Regions from separate parts of the Macaca mulatta genome. Here region 2 is linked to region 1. The links are chromatin contacts, called in public Hi-C maps. All regions are on one chromosome and are shown on one strand. The core of a region is the stretch at or near the end of the contact, and the rest is flanking DNA. Distances in the headings are between cores, read along the strand shown. Region 1 holds the start of ARL6IP4 (ADP ribosylation factor like GTPase 6 interacting protein 4). Region 2 holds the start of MTRFR (mitochondrial translation release factor in rescue).

Region 1 (5,685 bases), core at 1,322-3,821:
GGCCCGTACCTAGTGTTTGGAAAGTGTTTCCTCTTACTGGCACTGATAGCCTGGGCTAGGGGCTCCTGTGGGAGACAGATATGTTTCCCCTCATGGAGGCTGTGCTTTGTTAGGGGGCATGGGTGGAAGGAACTCCCCTCCTCCCAGCCTGGGGGTGCTCTCCTCATTGCCTTCCACTCCCCGGCAGCTGAGATTGTGCTGAGGCTGTTGGCTGGGGCAGGGCCCAGGCTGCGAGGTGGCCCCATCGGGGGCACACTAGCCCTGCACCCCTGGGCACTGGTGCATCTGCCAAGAAATGTTTAGGTTTCCATTCTCAGCCTGGCTTCTTCCCCCTCCAGGACCCAGCAAGAAAGAACAGCCTCTCCTGGCCTTCCTGCTGGGGGACAGAGGCTCCCAGAGCCACTTCTGAGTTGGGGTACAGACCTCGGTGGCTCATCAGGTGAAAGGAGGTGCAGAGAGCCTGAAGTTGGCTCTGTGATCCCAGCTTGGCCGTCACTGGCCTGCCAGGTGTCGCTGGGCTACTTCCTTTCCCTCTATGGGCCTCAGGACCCATATGGGAGCTCCCAGGGCCAGCCCTGTGGACACTTGTGGAGTCTGGGGAATGGTTCCGGGCATAAGTAGGGGGGCATGGGAATCAGCCTCCCCTGCTCCTCATGTTACTTCAGTCATCACAACAGCCCTGAAAAGCGAGGGCCTTATCCCCATGGCACAGGTGATGAAACTGAGGCTTGGGGGAGTGAACAGACATGCCCAGACTCACATGGTTCACGGGAAGACTGAAGCCCAGGCTTGGCCGGCCCACAGCCACATTCAGGCCAACAGACCATCCCTCCTTCCACAGGGGAGAAGCGCATCTACCGGGTGCCTGTGTTCACAGCACCCTTCTGCCAGGCCCTGCTGGAAGAGCTGGAGCACTTCGAGCAGTCGGACATGCCTAAGGGGAGGCCCAACACCATGAACAACTACGGGGTGGGTGAGGCCTGGCCAGTGGCAGAGGAGGGGGTGGCTGAGGTCAGGAGGCAGTGTTGGAGGTGCTGCAGATGGGCTGCCTGCCCGGGCTGCGAAAGGTCACAGTGGGATCACGGCGGAGTGGAAGCCCAGGGTTGCAGCCCCCTAGTTTCCTTGCTGACCCCAGGAATCCCCTCCCAGGTGCTGCTGCACGAGCTCGGACTGGACGAGCCGCTGATGACACCACTGCGGGAGCGCTTCCTGCAGCCACTGATGGCCCTGCTGTACCCCGACTGTGGCGGGGGCCGGCTCGACAGCCACCGGGCCTTTGTGGTCAAATACGCACTGGGCCAGGACCTCGAGCTGGGCTGCCACTATGATAATGCCGAGCTCACCCTCAATGTGGCCTTGGGCAAGGTCTTCACAGGGGGCGCCCTGTATTTTGGGGGCCTCTTCCAGGTGAGTGTGTGACCCATGCGGCAGGACCTGGGGCAGCTGTGAGTGCCCAGGCCTGAGCCGTGCCATCTGCAGGCACCCACAGCCCTGACGGAGCCCCTGGAGGTGGAGCACGTGGTGGGCCAGGGTGTTCTCCACCGTGGCGGCCAGCTACATGGGGCCCGGCCCTTGGGCACTGGTGAGCGTTGGAACCTCGTCGTCTGGCTCCGAGCCTCTGCCGTGCGCAACCGCCTCTGTCCCATGTGCCGCTGTGAGCCCGACCTGGTGGATGATGAGGGCTTCAGTGATGGCTTCACCAGAGAGGAGCCGACCGCGGTGGATGTGTGTGCGCTCACCTGAGGCTGCTTGGGCCCAGTGTGGGGGTGGCAGGGCAGGTGAGGGCTCTGTCGCCTTGGGCTGGGGGCAGAAATAAACTCCCCGCAGCCTACCGCATTTCTTGGCTCGAGGCTGTGCCAGCTTCTGGGTCATCCTCTGGGCAAACAGGCTGCCTTAGTTCAGGTTTGTCGGAAGCAGAGTGTGGAATGAGGCTTCGGCAAGGGAGTGAGGGAAGCAGGGGAGGGGAGGGAGCAGCTGGGCAAGGAGGTGGCTTCAGAGGAAGTCCAGCCTCAGCAGGACCCGCAAAGAGCTCCAGGCACAGCCCACAGTACCACAGTGTGCCCACACCATCGGTTGGCTCCCAGATGAGGAGGCCAGAGAGGGGTGAGTAACTTCCCATGCACTTATCTCCAGGGCAGGGTACCTTCCAGTAGCCAAGGGAAGCTTCCAGAGACAGCACAGATGTGAACCCTCAGCAGCAGGCATCCCCCCCAGTGGCTCGGTGGGCCACCAGTAGCATCTTCTAGATGGCAGAGGGGGAATGGCAGGGCCAGGAGCCAGGCTGCCTGGGTTCCCACTCTGCTGCTGCCACTTCCAGCTGTGTGGCTCTGGATGAGCCTTTGCCTTTTGGTGCCTTGGTTTCCGCATTTAGCACCTACTTCCTAGAGCTGTTTTGAGAGTCAGATACGCCGATGTATCTATATAAAGTGCTTTGCAAGAGCCCTTTGTGTTTGCGGCTGTCATTATTGTGGAAGAGTTGCTATTGGGGGCCTGAAATCGGATGAAGCGCACAGCCACGATTTGGGTTACACATTTGAAAATCAGGGGGCTTCCATATTGCAGTCTTGAGTTCGGTCTCCCTGGGAAGGTGGGGCCACCAGCCCCATGCCCCTGTTGCACGGATCAGCTGGAGCAGAATCCCGGCTTCCCTCCGGATGGGCCTGGGTCCATGCCCGCGCTCACTGCCAAGATCTCTCTGGCCCCTACGGACACGAGTTTGCGACCTCTGAGTCACTGGGTGGGCTCGTCGGAAAGACCCGGGCGTCTCACTCTGGAGCTCACAGTCGTACGGAGAAGACAGCACCAGCCGGGGAGGAGGGCGGCGCGCGCGAGGGTCGCCTTCTTCCCAGGGCACCGGGGGCGTGGGTGCTGCGGGAGCGCACCGAAAGGGCAGCCTTGGAAGCGGGCGCAGCTTCGGCAGACACAGGCCTGAGGGGCTGCGGAGCTCGAGGGCCGGCGCTAGGCTGCAGCGCACGGCCTCGCCCCGGCGCCCCTCCTTGCCTCTGCGGGAGGTGGGCGCGCCCAAAACGGAACCTGGGGCGTCAGAACGAAAGGCAGTGGCGCCGCGCTTCCCGGCCGGACAGCCTCCAGCGCAGCGCCCCGGCCGGAAGCCTTCTCGCCGCCGCTTCCTCTCGAGAAGGCGTGGGGCGGGCTGTCCGGCCCGCAGGGCGGTCAAGGTGGGAACGGAACAGCCCCAGGGGACCCCTTGAGGCGGCGAGGGCGCTAGGCTGGAGGGTAGGAGAGCGCGGGAAAGCGCCCCACACGCCACTCGCGGCGGACTGCGGCTGGTTCCCAGGGGCTCCAAGCCGGGTGCGCGGGCGTGGGGCCTCCGGGTGGGGGCGCGCCCTTAATAGGCGCCGCTGCGGGAACTGGAGTCGGTATGAGAAGCCGGAGTCCCCAGCATTGGGGGTGGGTGAGGGTCGCTTATTTTCCCGGGGCGGTGACGGGTACTGGGCGCCGCGAGGCCCCAACCCCGCTAGAGCCGCCCTTGGAGCCCGCCCGTGGCCGGCTTGGGGGGCTTCGGCTCAAGCGCTTCCTCCCCGTCGCTAGCCCGCGGCGCCATGGCTCACGTCGGCTCCCGCAAGCGCTCGAGGAGTCGCAGCCGGTCCCGGGGACGGGGGTCGGAAAAGAGAAAGAAGAAGAGCAGGAAGGACGCCTCCGCATCCCAAGGTCGCAAGGCCAGCACGGCCCTCGGGGCGGAGGGTGAGGACCACAGGCATCGGGGAGAGGAGGCACAGCCATTTCCCGGGGAAGTCGGGGCGAGCAGCGGTCGGGGACGCTCAGTCATGCCTCTGTGCATCCGGGCCTGAGATGTGAGGGCCAGGCGCCACGGGAGCCGGGAAGGGGCTCCTCCGGGAAGCTCCATCTGTGTTCTGGAAAGCCCCGCAGGAGGCGCTCACCCTGTAGATGGTCTGTGCCTGCCCCAGGCCAGAGTAGGGGACGAAGGTTTACCTCTTCCCCTCCTGGCCTTCTAGCCTCACCTTCTCCCTGCATCACAGAGAGAAGCAAGCACAAGGCCCGGAGGAGACCACGATCCAGCTCCTCCTCCTCCTCTTCCAGTTCTAGCTCTTCTTCCTCCTCGTCCTCCTCCTCTTCCTCCAGTGATGGCCGGAAGAAGCGGGGGAAGTACAAGGACAAGAAGAGGAGGAGGAAGAAGAAGAAGAAGAAGCTGAAGAAGAAGGGCAAGGAGAAGGTGGAAGCACAGCAAGTGGAGGCTCTGCCGGGCCCCTCGCTGGACCAGTGGCACCGATCAGCTGGGGAGGAAGAGGATGGCCCAGGTACTGTGCTGCCCAGCACCTGAGAGGGAGAAGGTCCCTTCCCAAGGCCTGGCCACCACCTCCATCTTCCCTTCCAGTCCTGACGGATGAGCAGAAGTCCCGAATCCAGGCCATGAAGCCCATGACCAAGGAGGAGTGGGATGCCCGGCAGAGCATAATCCGCAAGGTGGTGGACCCCGAGACGGGGCGCACCAGGTGGGGAGCCCTCGGCCTGACTTACACCGCGGGGTCTGGGAGTGTTGGCCGAAGATGTGAGGAGCCGGGCCGGGTGGGGGTGCTGCTGCCTGAAAAAGGCCAGATGTGGGCAAAAAACCATCACTGCGAGTAAGCAGTTGTAGGGGCTGGAAGGGCCTGGAGGAGGCTTTTCAAAGGGCTGTTGTTGGCGGGGCTGAGGCTGTCAAGGTGGAGCCCAGCTCGGCTGCCTTTATCAGGGAGAGTGGGTGAGGGCCCAGAGTCTGCCCACTCAAGGCTGCGGGGCAGGAGCCTGGGAACCCTCTGCCGGCTGCTTCTGGTTCTGCTCCTTTGGCATTAGGGGAGCTGCCTATTCCTTGCTGAATGGAGACCCTCCCACCCCCAGGCTAATTAAGGGAGATGGTGAGGTCCTAGAGGAAATCGTAACCAAAGAACGACACAGAGAGATCAACAAGGTGGGTGTGGCCCCTCTGCCTGCCATCCACCCCCAGCTCTGTTTGTGATATCCCCCTCCTCCTGTGTGCTTTCTTCCCCAGCAAGCCACCCGCGGGGACGGCCTGGCCTTCCAGATGCGAGCTGGGTTGCTTCCCTGAGGGCCCCGGCTGGCCAAGGCCTGTGGACGGTGCTGGCGACCCGGCCTGGGCAGGCTTCAGGGTGCCAGTGGGAAGCCTGATGAGTGCTGGTGGCCTTTTCCCCGTGGATTGGCCTCTGGCCCAGCCCAGCCTCTTCTCAGGGGCAGGGGGTGGAGGATGGGGTCACCAGCCTGCTCGGCACCCCCATCTGAAACAGCGACACTTCTAAGCTATTAAAGGTTCTCTGGTTAGAGACTTTCTCTGTTCTGTGGCTTTTTGTGCTGAGGGGGAGGGAAGGGTGCTACATGACTGCCAGGGGAAAACAAGGGCTCCGGGAGCTTTCGGGAAAAGCTGGGGTGTCCTCTGGTGGTAGTGAGCACAGGCCACACCAGCGCCTGAGCCCTCCTCATCTTCAGGTCAGCCTGCCTGGACCAGACCCCATGCCAGCTGAACCCCAAACCCAGAGAGCTGGCTCTGAAATGCCATGCCCTGAGGCATGGAGAGGGACAGCTTCCCCTGCCATGTTCATTCCACAGATCACAACAGTGCAGAGCCAGGTGCTGGGGCCGGGTGGCCTGTGTGGGAGGCCTGGCTCCTACTGCCCAGCTGTGTCCTCCATTCTGAAGCAGGGAGGCTCACAGCAC
Region 2 (5,685 bases), core at 1,875-4,374, 260 kb after region 1:
TTTGTGTAAGGTTTTCACCAAGTCAAACTCTTCCATAGTGTAAAGAAATTGTTATATTCTCTTATTTGAAAATAAAGGTTCTTGGACTGTTTGAGGAAAGTGAATCCGTGTCATCTTCAGAGGCTTCATCGTCTACTGGCATTTTCAGTGGCTAACATTCAGAACTGTGAAATATCCTAAACTTCCAAGAGAGTCTGAAAATGAATGGGGGAAAAGAAACTACTATAAAAAGCCACTAAACCTAGCAACTGCTTTTACATAACTTTGGAAACCTTAACTTCTTTCATGCAGATCTCCATTAAGGATAGCAACAGTATTCATAATAATCAAAATGTAGAAACCACCCAAATGTCCATCAGTGGCTAAATGGATAAACGAATGAAGCATATCCATAGAACAGGCTAGGATTCAGCCATAAAAAGACATATGCTACAACACAGATGAACACTAAAGCTACTATGCTAAGTAAAAAAAGCCAGTCACAAAAGACCACAGACTATATGATTTCATTGATATGAAATATCTTGAATTGGCAAATTTATAGACAAATGGCTGCCAGGAGCTGGAGGAAGGAGAGAATGTGAGTGAGTGCAGTTGGTATGGAGTTTCCTTTGGGGTGATAAAAAATTCTGAAATTAGTGATGATGGCTGGACAACCTTGTGAACTAAAAACCACTGAATTGTACACTTTTAAAAGGCTGAATTTTATGGTATATGAATTATGTATTATGTATCTCAATTAAAAATCTACATCAAGGATTATTTGCAAAAGTAGCATCACCTTTTTCAGGTAATATTTCAGATTTTTATATGTTTCATAATCAACGTTCTGTTTTTTAGAGACAGCATCTTGCTACATTGCCCAGGCTGGTCTACAACTCCTGGCCTCAAGCGCTCAGCCTTCTGAGCAGGGGGGATTACAGTGCAAACCATTTTGCCAGGCTTTACAATGAAGGTTCTAGATACAATTCTATTATGTAACAATTGGAATACTTGCATGCCTTATTCATTTGTTTAATAAATTCTACCAAGTATATATGTTTGTTGACTTATACAGAGACTAGAAGAACTGAACTACTTAATATTTGTTTTAAAAAGAGCCAATTAAACTGTTAACAACCATAGCTTCCCCATTGTGTGGAAGTACATTTTGAACTATATATATGGTCTTTTGTCTCTGTGCAGCTATTCTTAGAAAATAAACCAGCTGGACACACTGGAGCCTGCCTGCTGCTACTGGGAGCATGTCCCAGCTACTCTGGAGGCTGAGGTGGGAGGATCACTTGAGCCCAGGAGTTCAAGGCTGCAGTGAGCTATGATCCTGCCACTGCATTCCAGCTTGGGCAACAGAGCAAGACTCCATCTCCTAAAAAATAAAAATAAAAATACTAAATAAAAAAATTATTTGCCAGGCCAACTAAAATTTCACTGAAGCTGGGTATATACAATGGCAAATTGGCTGTAACAGGTCAAACAAGATGCCTCCTTCCTGGGGAATTCATGCATTTATAAAAGAGCAAGGGAGCAAGAAGAAAAAGGAGAAATAAAGGGAAAAAAAACTCAGCTGCTCACAAACTGAAAAGCTTAGAGAGTGCAACAGGAATACCGTCTAGTATTCCGCTTCCGCTAGATTCCCACTTTTAGGTCCTGCTTCTATAAAGCATTACACAAAAACAGGGACCATTTCCTTCAGGGACAGGAGTGAATGCAAAGGGTAACCGGACCTAACTAAATTGACTTTTCCCCAGTGGCTCAGCCCATCACCCACGACAAATGGGGCACTGAAACAGTCAAGGACTGCCCCTTCCAACTGGCAACAGAAATACCTGGATTCCAATCACCGTGCTGTTATGCCACGAAAACACAAGCTCTCCAGGGAGATGGACCTGCAACCCCATCTATTATTTCCCCTGCTGAGGTAATCCGGATCCGGATGCAGATCCAGATGGAAAACCACTACAAATTCAAGGATGCTTCTCTATTGGAGTGGAGGTGCTATGGGGAGGGCAGGGAAGTAAGAGGGAAAAATCCTTAAACACCCACATATACAATGCAAAAAAAAAATTTTTATTTTGATACAGAATGAATATAAGAGCAGAGCTTTTACATTTCTCAGCAACAAGATATGACGCTTTTGGTGTCCCCACCCCCTAGCAAAAAAAGGGAGCTGGGCAAAAGGAACGATTGGCGGTTATGAAACATGAAAGTTAACTGGGCGCTCCGCCTTGCCTGGAGGCTTGGGGGAGAGAAAGAGATTTCAGATAGGGATGAGACCAGATCCTGACATTCTGGGGCTCACAGCCAGCCCGCAATGGCTGGTGGCCATTGTGGGAAGGAGAGGGAGAATTCATGCAGTCGCCTAAGCTACGGAAAGCAGGGAGGACGGAGAAAAGCCACCGCTCCTTCAACTACAACCGCGATCCCAAAAGGAAGCCGGGACACCTTGGCAAAAAACGGGAGGAAATAAATAAATAAATAAATAAATAAATAAAACCACAAATCCCCCGCCCCTCGGGAAGGGCGCTCCGCTATTGGGCCGCGCGAGTGTCACTCAAGGGCGCCGGGTCTAGAAAAGGCGCACCGCGGCCGGGCAGAGCGCCCACACCGCGAAGGGCTGCGGTGGGGTCAAGTTCATCGGCCACCGTCTCCTCACACCCCAGCCCATCACCACACTCAGGGGGCCGCTAAGACGGTGTCTCCTAAGTCTCGTCCCCTGTCCCCAGCGGCGTACAGCTCCCTGCAGGCTGGCGGCCGCTTACCTGGCCGCCGCTCCCGCTGCCGATGTCAGGGTCAGGAGAGCGGCCTCTCGCGACCGTTACTCGAGAGAGCGCGCGCGCGCGCCCGGCGTCTCGCCGGTGATTGGCTGCCCGGAAGGAGGCGGAGACAGCCAAAGGTGGTGCGCGCGTCCACCTCGCCCTTCCCCCTCGCGCAGCTCCAACCAGAGATGTCCAACCCCGGGGGTGTGACAAGGGAGTGGGGTTGCTGGGAAACCCTCTTCTCTGATTGGCTCTCTGGAAGCCAGCCGCTGCCACGAGGGAAAGAAGCTTCAGTTTGTCGCATGCGCAGTGAGTAAACATGAGCCTCTGGTAGATGAGGGAAACCGCGATCAGAGTACGGCGCGTGCGCAGATCAGGGATCGCGATTGCGAGTCCTCTGCTGCGGCGATTCGGGTTCCTGTAGAACGTTGAGGGCACTAGTCGGGTCCTGAGACCAGGTAAGTGTCTGCGGAGAAGTCAGGTAACCCTACGGCTGCCGACGACTGTCAAGGGCTCCGGAGAGAGGACTGGGAGCCGGGACGCCTGGGGTTTTCCCGTCTTGCGACCCCGAGTGGCGCAGCCAGTTTACCTGAGGCCGCGCTGGCGGTGGGGTGGGGCCGGCGCTGACACCCTAGCTCAGTTTTCTCGAGACCTGGTTTACGCTAGGTGCTGTGGGTCGGCCCTGGGGCTGTTCAAGCACTTAGGGCAGGGGAGAGGAGAGACTACCGTCCTGGAAAAAACGGTTCCACGGAGGCCCAAGGCAAAACGGAAGGATCCTCATGTACTTAGCTGAGTGGAGCTGTGAGCACGCATCAGGTGCTGTTTCAGGCCTGGCACGTAGTAGGGGTCAGCACTTCCCTCGCTAGGCTTCTGCGGAGATATTTGTTTTTTTAAATAGACGTTGGGGGGGGGTGTCTCACCATGTTGCCCAGGCTGTTCTTGAACTCCTGGCCTCAAGCAATCCTCCTTCCTCGGCCTCCCAAAGTGCTGGGATCACAGGCGCCAGCCACCCTGCCCTACTTTTGAAGGACCTAAGGGAACCCGCTCTCCTTCCCGTGGGTCCCCAGCCCATTTCATGCGCACTGTGCAGGCCACATTCTTCAGCCTAGTTAACCTTTAAGGTCCTTCCAGCTCCTCGATTTCCCTCCAGGAGTTCTGGCTCACAGTAAAGGAACTTCCCTGGCACTATCACTTAGGCCTCCACGACCCAGGAGATGGATTTGCCCTTGGAATGACAGATTTGCCAGGAGGCCTTCCATCTCATTTGAGCTTCCTAAGTATACCTACCAATTTTTATTTTTTACTTTTTTTTATTTTTTTAGGGGGGGTAGGGACAGGGTCTCAGTCTGTCACCCAGGCTGGAGGGCAATGGCGTGATCTTGGCTCACTTTAACCTCTGCCTCCCGGGTTCAAGCGATTCTTCTGCTTCAGCCTCCGGAGTAGCTGGGAATACCGGTGCCTGCCACCACATCCAGCTAATTTTTTGTATTTTTAGTACAGACGGGGTTTTGCCGTATTGGCCAGGCTGGTCTCGAACACCTGACCTCAGGTCATCCTCCTGCCTCGGCCACCCAAAGTGCTGGGATTACAGGCATGAGGCACCACGCCTGGCAATTTTTAAAGGGTAAATTTGATATTATCCTGTTTTTCGTGATTTTTTAAATTATATTACATAATTCCAAAATATATTTTATGTTTAAACCAGGACTTGCTTCATTGAAGATGGTTTTATCTTTCAGTGTGAGCCTGCTGGGAAGTCAGGCTATATTTTTGGCATCACAGTGATCTCCTTAGTACCTGATTTCATAGACGAGAATTATGACCCCACCAAATAACATGTTTTCAGTAATGTCATGGCTTATCAAGTACTTCTTAAATTGGACCATACCAAGTAAAATAATTTACAAGCCACTGTTCTAGATGCCTTTTCACCCTAAGCTCTAAAACAAAGGCCCATGAAATAATCAGATCCCAGACTGGGTTTGTGTCATAAGATCACAGCGTATGTGGTATGTCATTCTGAAGTTCCTCAGCCTTGTAGTTGAGAGATCTGACATGCTCCCATTTAGTGAGCACTAAGTACTTTACATTTATGGCAACATGTATGATTTTGTTCTCACTCTAGGTAGTAGTATCTCCATTTTACAGATGAGGAAATAGAGCCAAAGTTGCCCAGTAAGTAAATTGTGGCATTGAGACATTGAATGCAGGTCTATTGGCCACAGAGCTCGCACTCCTCGGCAGTAAGACCTTTTTGGGACAAAAGAAAAAATGAGAGGAGTGGTCAAATACAGAATATGAGTTACCTTTTTTTTTTTGGTGAGACGATGTCTCGTTCTCTCGCCCAGGCTGGAGTCCAGTGGCGCACTCTCCGCTCACTGCAAGCTCCACCCCCCAGGTTCACGTCATTCTCCTGCCTCAGCCTCCCTAGTAGCTGAGACTACAGGCGCCCACCACCATGCCCGGTTATTTATTTATTTATTTATTTTGTATTTTTAGTAGAGACAGGGTTTCACCATGTTAGCTAGGATGGTCTCGATCTCCTGACCTCGTGATCCGCTCGCCTTGGCCTCCCAAAGTGCTGGGATTACAGGCGTGAGCCACCGCGCCCAGCCTAGTAGTGAGTTATCTTAATTGTTCACAGTCACAGATCAAGCTTCTTGTTCTACTCTTTCCCTCTTCTCTACTGTACTTGACTAGTCTTTTTAAAAAGAGAAAGTTGGCCGTGCGTCGTGGCTCATGCTTATACTCCCAGCACTTTGGGAGGCCGAGGCAGGCGGATCACTTGAGGTCAGGAGTTGGAGACCAGCCTGGCCAACATGGTGAAATCCTGTCTCTACTAAAAATACAAAAATTAGCTGGGCGTGGTGGCTGGTGCCTATAATCCCAGCTACTTGGGAGGCTGAGACAAGAGAATCGCTGGAACCCG

The links. A called contact is a pair of places that touch in the nucleus more often than the background predicts.
Region 2: a Hi-C map of liver shows a contact between it and region 1, with 4 times the contacts expected there. The contact joins the promoter of MTRFR here to the promoter of ARL6IP4 in region 1. A contact is called at or near these places in 4 of 14 Hi-C or Micro-C datasets (cortical neurons, fetal cortex germinal zone, fetal cortical plate and 1 more).

What each region holds. Positions count from the first base shown.
Region 1 is chr11:130,376,903-130,382,587 of T2T-MMU8v2.0, forward strand. It overlaps ARL6IP4 (ADP ribosylation factor like GTPase 6 interacting protein 4), which reads left to right and starts at 2,572. Exons shown (of 6, transcript XM_077955686.1): 1 at 2,572-2,785; 2 at 3,550-3,669; 3 at 3,999-4,207; 4 at 4,429-4,472; 5 at 4,855-4,924; 6 at 5,006-5,296. The coding sequence starts at 2,605. The coding sequence ends at 5,062. It overlaps OGFOD2 (2-oxoglutarate and iron dependent oxygenase domain containing 2), which reads left to right. Exons shown (of 6, transcript XM_077955669.1): 4 at 842-969; 5 at 1,150-1,407; 6 at 1,480-2,437. The coding sequence starts at 931. The coding sequence ends at 1,743.
Region 2 is chr11:130,633,050-130,638,734 of T2T-MMU8v2.0, forward strand. MTRFR (mitochondrial translation release factor in rescue) reads left to right here and starts at 3,125. Exons shown (of 3, transcript XM_015153070.3): 1 at 3,125-3,214. It overlaps MPHOSPH9 (M-phase phosphoprotein 9), which reads right to left and starts at 3,077. Exons shown (of 25, transcript XM_077955588.1): 1 at 2,760-3,077. The coding sequence starts at 3,077.